Linked DNA regions of Capra hircus: region 2 is linked to region 1. The links are chromatin contacts, called in public Hi-C maps. All regions are on one chromosome and are shown on one strand. The core of a region is the stretch at or near the end of the contact, and the rest is flanking DNA. Distances in the headings are between cores, read along the strand shown.

Region 1 (5,004 bases), core at 676-3,175:
AGTCAGCAATACAAGAAATCCAAGGGTCTGGTGTCAAGACAGGAACCAGACTTCCCGTTCTAGACAGTGAACCAAGTTAACGGACATTTACGCTCAAACACAAATACATTTGGGGGAGCGGTTGTTGGTGGTAGGTTTTTTTAATGATATATGGAATCATATAATACCCATTTGTTTTCATGTAATAGGTGTGGACCCACTCCAGTTTTCTTGCCTGGAGAATCCCATGGATGAGGAGCCTGGTGGGGCAGCAGCAGCAGCAGTAATGGGTTGTGCAGAGGCCTTTCTTCTCTTTGTCAGATCAGTGCTTTCTTGGAGAGGAAGGGTGTGTGTGCTAAGCTGCTCCAGTTGTGTCTGACCCTATGGACTGTAGCCCACCAGGCTCCTCTGTAGGATTCTCCAGGAAGAATACTGGAGTGGGTTGCCATGCCCCCCTCCAGGGGATCTTCCTGATCCAGGGATTGAACCCGCATCTTTTACGTCTTCTCCTGCATTGACAGGCGGGTTCTTTACTGCTTGCACCACCTGGGAGGCCCTGGGAAGGAAAAGGGAGCAGGTAAAACTGCTGGGAATCACCCCAAAGCCCCGCCTCTGGACACTGCCCCGCTGGCTGAAGCCAGGCTGTGGTGGGGGGCTGTGGGGGCCTGTGGGGGGAGGGTGTCAGGCCTGTGGGCTCTGCTGGGGGTGGGAAGTTTGCCCTCTGGGACTGCCTTCCCCAGCCCCGCGGAAGGCACCTCATATCACAGTGGTACTGAAGTATGTAAGCATTGGCTAATGGGTTTGGGTGACGCCAAGGCGCCAGGCGGTACCTCTTTACCATGGGGTGGACCAGGGGGGCCTGGAGCGGGCCTGTGGGTGGGGGCACCAGCTGTGGATTACGTGGTCTAAGTGTTGACCAGTTGTACTGGGGCAACTGGTCAAAGATCAGCCCCCCTGGCTCTGCCTTTCGGTGCCCAGTTCTGGGTGACCCTGTTTGGCTTCATGAGGAAATTGAATTAAGCATCTACACCCGGGCTGCTTTAGGGAGGTTGCCCCAAGCCCTGAGCCAGCAGGCCTGGGGACGACAGGCAGCGGGAAGATGTGGGTGGCCTCTTAAAGTGGGTTAATTGAAGAGATCCATCTCAAGCCCTAGGGGATTAGAAAGCGGAGCCGTTGAGAAAGGACTCTGCGGGAACTCAGCGGCAGGCAGGGCCTGGCCCAGCTCCCTCGCAGGGCCCAACGAAGGAGGCGCGCTGCAGGTGTCCACAGGCTAGACCTTCCCTTCCTGCCACCCAGCAGCTCGGTCCACCCTGGGTTTGGGTTACTTAATCCCCACCCCCTCAGGGTGTTGGATGAGTGGCCTGTCCCTACTGTCCACTCAGGGCACTGGAGACAGGAGGAGCCAATGGTTACTGATTAGCGTAAGTGGGAAGTTATCCTCCGCCTACTCCTCTGGTGGGGCCCGGGCATTGAGTTAAGGGCGGGGTTATGGTTATGGGGAGGTGGAGAGTAGTGAAAGTGAAAGTCGCTCAGTCTCGTCTGCCTCTGTGCAACCCCGGACTGTATGTAGCCCACCAGGCTGCTCCGTCCATGGGATTCTCCAGGCAAGAATGCTGGAGTGAATAGCCATTGCCTTCTCCAGGGGATCTTCCCGACCCGGAGGTAGAACCTGGGTCTCCTTCATTGAAGGCAGATTCTTTACCATCTGAGCCACCAAGGGCGGGGTCGGGGTGGGTTTTCTTCTGAAACTCCCCACCTCAACCCTTCTGTGTCTCCAGGCTGATCTCCCTGGACTCTCTCCCACCTCCACTATCCCTGCCCTAAGGTGGCTGCCCCCTCCGGTCAGGATGAGCAGAGCCCAGACCCAAGGGGAAAGCTGACCCTCCAGCCACCGCCTGACCCACAGTCCCCAGGACCAGTGCTGCAGCACCAGCCTCCAGCTCCCTCTGCTGGCAATTTGGGAGAACTGCCTGGGAGGTTTGGCCTTCCTCTTGAGAGGTCAGGCTCATTCTGAGCTAAGCTGTCACCCCCTCTGCCTTAGCAGTGGGGAGGCAAGACTCCACTTTCCTTCTAATTACCCCACATGGCTGGGTCTACCTGGGACTTAAAGGGCAGCTTCTTTGCAGAACCGAGTCTGTCACCATCTAATGACCCCCGAGTGGGTGCCCCAGAGCCTCCTCTATGCTCTCTACAGACTGGTTGTTAGCTTCCCCCAGCAAAGACTCGGCCAGCTCATCATGGTCATTAACACCATCCACTCAGTCCCCGGGTTTTGTTCCTTGCTGAGCTGGACGGGAGTCGTGTGTCAGGAGGCGACCAGAAGGCAGGGGCTGGCAGCCAGTTTGCAGACTGCGAGGAAGATAATTGGAGCTTGAAAGTGGGGAGCGCAGTTAGTTGAACCTACGCCGCCAACGGGCTGATGGGCTGCTGGAGGGTGGAAATGAGGCTGGGAGGGGCTGCTGTTTCCTCCATGTCCCTGTCACCCTCTGCCTCCCTGCCACACCGCTCTGGTCCTTGCCCATTCTGCTGCCAAGTGTCACAGGAGTGGTCCTTGTGGCATCTTTTCTCCTTAAGTGTGGCCGGCTGCAAAGACATCACCTGGATCCCTCTCCAGGTTCCTGGGCCACAATCTGTATCTTGACAAGCCTCCTCCCGGGACCCTGTCACTAGCCTACTCAGCGCCTTTGACATCCTCCCAGTTCCCACACCCACAGGATGAGGTCTGAGCTCTGCAACCTGGCATTCAAGACTCCCCGACTCCACCCCGAATGGCCTCACTCCCCTTGTTGTGTGAGCACTGGCCATACCTCAAACCCATCTTAAGCCCGTTCTCTTCAGCCCAGGCGGCTCCTGCTGCTGCCTGCCGTGTCCAGCCTGCCCTTCTGGCCAGCTGGAACCCTACCCCGCCTGCAGGGCCAGGTCTGATGGCGTCTCTTCCTCCCTCCCATCTATCTTGATGGGCAGTCTCCTCCAGTCCTGGCCTCTACCAAGACGTGCAGAAGTAACCTTGTCCTCTTTGGAGTCATTTGGTATTTGATCTGCATTTTTCTCGTTGATTCTCTCGTCCCTGACTTATCTGTAAGCCCTGAAAGGCAGGAGCCTTATTGTGAAAACCCTTAGTGAAAAGAATTCTGGGGCAGCCAGTGTCCGAAATATGGTCACTGACCACCTCACCCCCTCAGAATAATCTGGGAGAATCTGGAATATTATAGGTTCTTGGTCCTTGCTCTCAGAACTTCTCAGGGGTGGGCACAGGAAACCTGCATTAATTTTTTTTAATTTAAACTTGACAGACTTCCTCAAGAATCTGTCTGCCAATGCAGGGGGCACGTGTTCAGTCCCTGGTCTGGGAAGATTTCATGTGCTGATGAGCAACTAAGCCCATGCGCCACAGCTACTGAGCCTGCATGCTCTAGAGCCTCTGTCTGCGACGAGAGAGTAGCCCCTGCTCACCCAGCTAGAGAAAGCCTGCACGCAGCAACGAAGACCCCGCGCAGCCAAACACAGAGACAAAAACTTGGCCACAGTGTGCCTGGGGTCTTAGTTCCCTGACCGGGGAGTGAAAGCACAGAGTCCTAACCACTGGACTGCCAGGAAATTCCCTTAAAAGTTTTTTTTAGAAATTGAAATATAGTTGATTTACAGTATTGTGATCACTGCTGTACAGCATAGTGATTCAGTTATACATATGCATCCATCCTTTTAATGTTCCTTTCCGTTATGGTTTATCACGGGATATTGAATACAGTTCTCTGTGCTATACATTAGGACCTTCTTGTTTATCCATCTATATATAATAGCTGACATCATCTTCTAATGTGAACTATGTAACAGTTTGTATCCCAATCTCCTACTCCATCCCCCCACCTCGGCAACAACCAGGGTCAGTTTTCTGTGCTCCTGAGTCTTTCTGTTGTAGATCAGTTCGTTTCTGTCATATTTCAGATTCTGCAAATAAGTGATGTCATATGGTATCTGTCTGTTTTAGTAGGATAACCTCCAGTTGCATCTATGTTGCTCAAATGGCACGATCTCATTCTTTTTGCGGCTGAGTACTATTCCTCTGCATACACCTGCCACAGCTTCTTTATCTGTTCCTCTGCTGATGGACATTCAGGTTGCTTCCCGGTCTTGGCTATTGTGAATAATGTGGTTACAAACACAAGGGTCCCTGTATCTTTTTGAATTATCGTTTTGTCTGAATGTATGCCCAGGACTGGGATTGCTGGAAAGTGAAAGTTCCTCAGTCGTTATCCGACTCTTTGCGACCCCATGGACTATACAGTCCTTGGAATTCTCCAGGCCGGAATACTGGAGTGGGTACCTGTCTCTTCTCCAAAGGGTCTTTCCAACCCAGGGATCAAACCCAGGCCTCCCGCATTGCAGGCGGATTCTTTACCAGCTGAGCCACCTGGATCACGTGCTTAGTTTTAGTTTCCTGAGAAGCCTCCACACTGTTTTCCACGGCGGCTGCGTCAGTTTACACTCCCACCAACAGCGCAGCAGGGAGCAACCTGCATTTTAAGCAAACTCCTCGACGGACCTTACGTGGCCACCACTGGTGTATGGAGATGGGCACTGACCTGACCCTCCTAGACCAAGACAGCTTGCTGCGCCATCTGCACTAGGGCCTGCCTGTCAGGGTCATGGCAAGGATCCCAGGGGACAGCAAACACACCCCAAAGAGAGCTGGCACAGTGCTTCACACACAGAATCACCAGGAGGCATTAGTCCCCCAGTAGCACCACGACGTTCACAGCCATGCTCGTCCTAGGAGTGAAAACCCAAACCACCTAACTACCCAACAAGAGTGGAGTACACCTTATAGTACATTCACCTTAAGGATTACCCAGCAATTCAGCAGGCGATGCGGGAAAACGCATATATACTTACAGAAAAGTCACATGTAGCAGCTCATCTCCAAAGTTGGCGCCCACAGGACCAGGCCTTGGGTAGTCAGGCCCTTGAGGCTCTTCCCACTATGGACCAGGGCTTGCCTTGTGACTTGCTTAAGCCACAAGGAAG
Region 2 (5,004 bases), core at 896-3,395, 88 kb before region 1:
TCCCGCGGGGCCCGCGACCCAATGCCTGACCCTCAGAGTTCCCCTCTGGAACAACGACGCAGCCTGTCAAGTCCAGGGCAGGTTCGCCATGCTTTCCAACCTACGTGGATCGTGTTCTGGAACCAGCCCGTGGAGGTCTCCGTTCTTTTCATATTGCAGAGAAAGCCGGGGGTCTCTCTGTACCACTTGCTTGCCTGACCCTCCCAGCAGTTGGCGGGACTCAGGGGTTGGCCACCGAGTTCCATCACCTCACACGCAGAGGACGCCGACGCCAGACTCTGCTGCCTCGGACATCAAGGCCTTCCACGGCCAGGCCCCCGCCCTGGTCTCTAGCCTTCTCTGCCGCTTGCAAAACCCCCTCCCACTCAACGCCCTTCTTTCCCCCACACTTCCGGGGTGGCCGCTCTGAGCGGTGGCCAGCCAGAGCTCTTCCCCCAAGAAGCAGATGTCAGAAATATTAGGAAGCTCAGACAACCCCAATCTCCGCCCTTCTCATCTCCCAACCTAGAGCTGTGTAATCTGAGGCTAGGAGGGGAGATGGGTTGCCTGAGGCAGTGTCAAATCAGGAGTGAGGAATTGGAGACCAGCTTCGGTGTGGCTACTGGCTATTTAGAAAGGCGAGATTTCTGTCCCCAGCAACAAGTGTCATTTTCCAGATGAAGGGATTTCAGTGGTAGAAAGCTTAAAAGTTTAGGATTTGAATTCTCCCATCCTGTTCTAGTTGTGAGGCATAACTTCTCATAACTTGAGAAGTTCCTTAGTCCTTCAGAAGTCAGTTTCCCTATCTGTGAAATGGCAGCCCAGTCCTAACTCCTGGACCACTGGAGAATTCCCTCACAGTCTGTTCTGTTCTTTCTTGGAACTTTATGTTCCTGTTTATAAATTAAATCTCCATTATCAATTGCTCCATTGCTTCTCTCCATCCATCCTCACATCATTTAAACTCGTTAAGTGTCTTTAGTCTTGAATGGAAATCTTCTCTAAAGATTACTTTCTAAAAGCTCAAGTCCCATTTCCTTCCATTTTGTAACAGAACTGAAAGAACAGTCACTGTTTCCTCATATTGCCTTTGACTTTTTTTTTCTTTTGGCTGAGATGCAAGCAAGCAGAATCTTAGTTCCCAGACCAGGGATAGAACCTGTGCCCCCTTCGGTGGAAGCACAGTCTTAAAGCCCTGGACGACCAGGGAATTCCTCCCTCAAACTTTGACTTACAAAGATCACCAGTGATTTCACTTTGTAATAGGGTGATTTCCATTCTTAATAAGATCAAAGTTATCTTCCCATAATTCCCATGACTGTTTCTTACTCGAAAAATAAGTAACTAAAGGCTTCCCATGTATTGGCTTCCCCTGTGGCTCAGCTAGTAAAGAATCCGCCTGCAATTCGGGAAACCTGGGTTCGATCCCTCGGTTGGGAAGATCTCTGGAGAAGGGAACGGCAACCCACTCTAGTGTTCTGGCCTGGAGAATTTCATGAACTGTTTTGTCCATGGGGTCGCAGAGTGGGACACGACTGAGCGACTTTCACTTCCCATGTATTAATTCATATAACCAACTTCATTTTGCAGAGGAAGAAATGGATTTAGTAACTTGCCCATGGTCACACAGCTCATAAGTGCCGTGGTGGGGATTTGAACCCAGTGTGATCAGTGGCCACAAGCCCGGCTGTAATCCTCTGCTGCCTCTCAGTGGCACAGGGTTGCTATGAGAGTTTCATAAGCTAAGGTGTGACTGGCAGCTAGCAGGTGCCCAGCACACTGCCTTGGGCCGGTGTGATTGATAACACCCATGCGGCAAAGGAACAGAAGGTGGAGTAGGCTCCCAGACCCTGCAAAGGCTGACCTAGGAAGTGAGCTAGGTGCTCCAGGAGGGAGGCTTGAGCTGTTTCATCCACTGAGGCCCAGAGCAGAGAATAGGACCAGAGATACGGGGGTTGCAGGGCTAGGGGATGTCAATGTTTTCCAAGACTTGAGTTTTCTGCCCCCATTTCTGCTCTGGGCCTGGGCAGAGATTCCCCAAAGCTCTCTGGGGTGGGTGGTGTCAGGTATCTGGGGATTTCTGGGAGAGCACCAGGGGGCAGTCACTTACTGTCCTATCTGGGGTTGGGGCGGGGAGAGGAGGGAGGCTGGGGAGGCCAAACCCAGGGCATCCTGCAGGGGGCGTCTCAGGGCCTGCCTCGGCCCTGCTCCACCCTCTTCACAGCAGGGCGGAGACTTCCCTTCTGGGGTTGATACAGCCTGACACCCTAGAGACCTGCTCTCTGCTTGGTGGGAGCCAGTTACTCTTCCAGAACCGTTCTGCCCCACCCAACCCAGAGCCTTGGGGCTCCAGCTGAGGGACTGGCCTTTGAGACCACTTCCAGGGTTCAAGCCTTTCAGGCTAGTCACACCTAGAGAAGGGTTTTGTTTTTGTTCTTTTGTTTTTTGAGATCTTTAACAGGGCCACCAAAGGGATTATGCAAGGATAGCTCAGCCTCCAGGGCCCAGAGAGGTGGGGGAGGAGGCTCCAAAAGTGGGAGAGCTTGGTGATGGATGTAGGGGTTCAGAGAAGTGGGAGAACTCCCAGAAAGAAGGGAGTTCCAGTGTGGGAGAAGGGGCTTGGTGCTGGGAGGGGGTTGTAGTGAGGGAGTGGAGGATCAGAGAGGGACACGGACTGGCAAGGAGGATAGGGGCTCAGAGGGGGCTGGGGAAGGGGGCTCAGGGACCACATCCATTCACCCGATGAAGTTCTCAACCCCCCTGCCCCGCTGTCTTCCCAGTCTCAACACAGCCATCCCTAAAGGACTTTCCAAAGGATTTTCATGAACCCATCTGATGAGGGGGAATGAAAGGGGTTGTCTAGACCTGCCCTGGGGTCAGGGCCAAGACTGAAGGCCTTTCTTGTACCAGGTCCTGGTTGGCCTGGTTAGAAAGCCATCCTTATACCCTTGGGTCCCCCTGGGAATTTGGCCTTCCTACCATTGTTAGGGAATCCTCGGTAGCCACCAACCTTGGCCTTTCTCTCTTGATTCCCAGCTCGCACAGAGCTGGCAACACCGACAATCCAAACAGGAGGGCCCTCAGGAGCCACCCAGACCCCTCAGAATGGAAACTGAGCCCAGCTCAGGGCTGGACCCCAGGCCATGCCTCCAAAAGGGACAGAGCTGACTCAGACTTGGACCTGGCCTCAGCTCAATGCATTTTCCTGAATGCAAAGCGGCTCCTGCAACTTCTGTCGGTTCTTTAAACCGAGCAGGCTCTGCCCTATTCCTGGCAGGCTCTGCCCGGTTCAGCCCTGAGGTGGAGGTGAGGGTAGATTTCCTTCCCCTGAGGTGGCCTCTGGACCACCAGGGCTGCATCTTAACCCAACCATTGCCACTTAGGCTGTGCAGGGAGGTGTTCCAGGGTGGTTGGAATGCAAGGCTGGAAGGAAGGGTGGTGGAGTGGGGTGGATATGAAACTGCAGGGACCTCTCCTAGGGAAGGTCAGTTTTCCCCAGGGTCCCCAGACATGACCTTCTCTCTCTGGGCTGGGAGTTGGGAGGCCTGTCTGGGCGCTTGAGTTTCCCTTGCCCTCAGTCTGCCCTTCAGAAGAGATGGAGGTGCTGACAACTGGCCAGTGAGGCTCTTCCACCCTCCACACTCCTACCCAAGGCCATCCAGAGATTCTGTTATTAATCTGGAGTTGTTCCTTCTTAGCCAAACCTGGGATTCCTGGGATTTTTCACGCTTCCAGCTCTCCCAGCAGAGCTGTCTCAGAAGTTGTTGTTTGGTCTCTCAGTTGTGTCTGACTCTTTGTGACCCCATGGACTGCAGCACACCAGGCTTCCCTGCCCTTCACCACCTCCTGGAGCTTGCTCAGACTCATGTCCATCGAGTCGGTGATGCCATCCAACCATCTCATCCTCTGTGGTCCCCTTCTCCTCCTGCCTTCAGTCTTTCCCAGCTTCAGAGTTTTTTTTTCTTTTTCCCAATGAGTCGACTCTTCCAGTGAGTCAGATTTTTCATGCTTCCAGCTCTCCCAGCAGAGGTGTCTCATGAGATGCGCATGAGAATATAGTTCACCCTCAGGAGGCAGAGCTTGATGCATGCGATGAAGTCAGAGGCACCTGGGCAGGTGGAGGAGGGAGGGGAGAGTCAAAACTGCCCAGAGACTAAGAGGAACTTGCCATGGATGGCGTCATTCCCGCCTCCAGGCTCTTGTTCTTCAGGGCTGGAACCCAGGGACGTGTTAGATGGACATATGGTACACACTTTGGGATGTGGAGCGCACATTCCTAGGGGCCGCTTCTCTAGGAGAGCAGGCGTGAAGGCAGGGTTTAGCCCCCATGTCGTCTGGGTCTGAGCGGCAGGGCCCAGTGCCAGAGTCTGACTAAGGCCCGCCCAGGCTCGCCCAGCTGCCCACAGCCATGCTGATCCTCCGTCCCTGCTTTGATCCTAAGAGGTAACTCAGTCGCTGCTGAGCAGGTCCGGACCCAGGGCCAAGTCTTGGCTGCAGGGTTGTCCCAGGTTCCTCTGTGTGCATGTAGGGGTTGGGTGCAATGTAGAGGGGCAGAGGGTCCAGGGTAAGGCCAGCAGATAATGATTTCAGGCACTCGCAGCAGTAAACAGCAGCTTGAAGCAAGGACTTTGTCTCCCAGACACGGACTCCTAACCCCTGGACCACAGGAGCCAGCAGTTAGGGCTAGAGTCCCTAGTACCTGCCTGACTAGTCAAGAATGAATTCAGGCGAGGAGGCAGAAGGTAAAGAGTAAAGTAGAAAGTTTATTGAAAAGAAAAGGACACGCAGAAAAGCACTCGGGCAAGTTCAGAGAGAGAGTTGGAAATTTTAAATCCTTTATAAGGGGGCAGTTTTCCAGATCTCTGTCTTCCCTCAGGACAGTCCTCTTGTTTTGTCCTCCCCGCTACCCCCCACAGTTAATTTGTCTCAGGACCCTCCCCTGGGGTGCAAACGGTCAGCCAAGATGGATCTCGAAGTGAAGGCTTCTGGGAGGAGCAAGACTCATTATGGCCTGGAATTATCCTC

Evidence for each region. A called contact is a pair of places that touch in the nucleus more often than the background predicts.
Region 2: a contact with region 1 is called in a Hi-C map of liver, with 5 times the contacts expected there. The contact joins two enhancer-like sites. A contact is called at or near these places in 2 of 5 Hi-C or Micro-C datasets (blood and liver).

What each region holds. Positions count from the first base shown.
Region 1 is chr25:35,188,047-35,193,050 of ARS1.2, reverse strand. No RefSeq gene overlaps it. Among named protein-coding and RNA genes, the nearest start is that of SRRM3, 13 kb to the left of the region's middle. Within about 2 kb of position 1,925, at least 3 of the 5 cell types and tissues checked have an H3K27ac peak or open chromatin away from gene starts, as enhancers often do.
Region 2 is chr25:35,276,317-35,281,320 of ARS1.2, reverse strand. No RefSeq gene overlaps it. Among named protein-coding and RNA genes, the nearest start is that of HSPB1, 14 kb to the right of the region's middle. Within about 2 kb of position 2,145, at least 3 of the 5 cell types and tissues checked have an H3K27ac peak or open chromatin away from gene starts, as enhancers often do.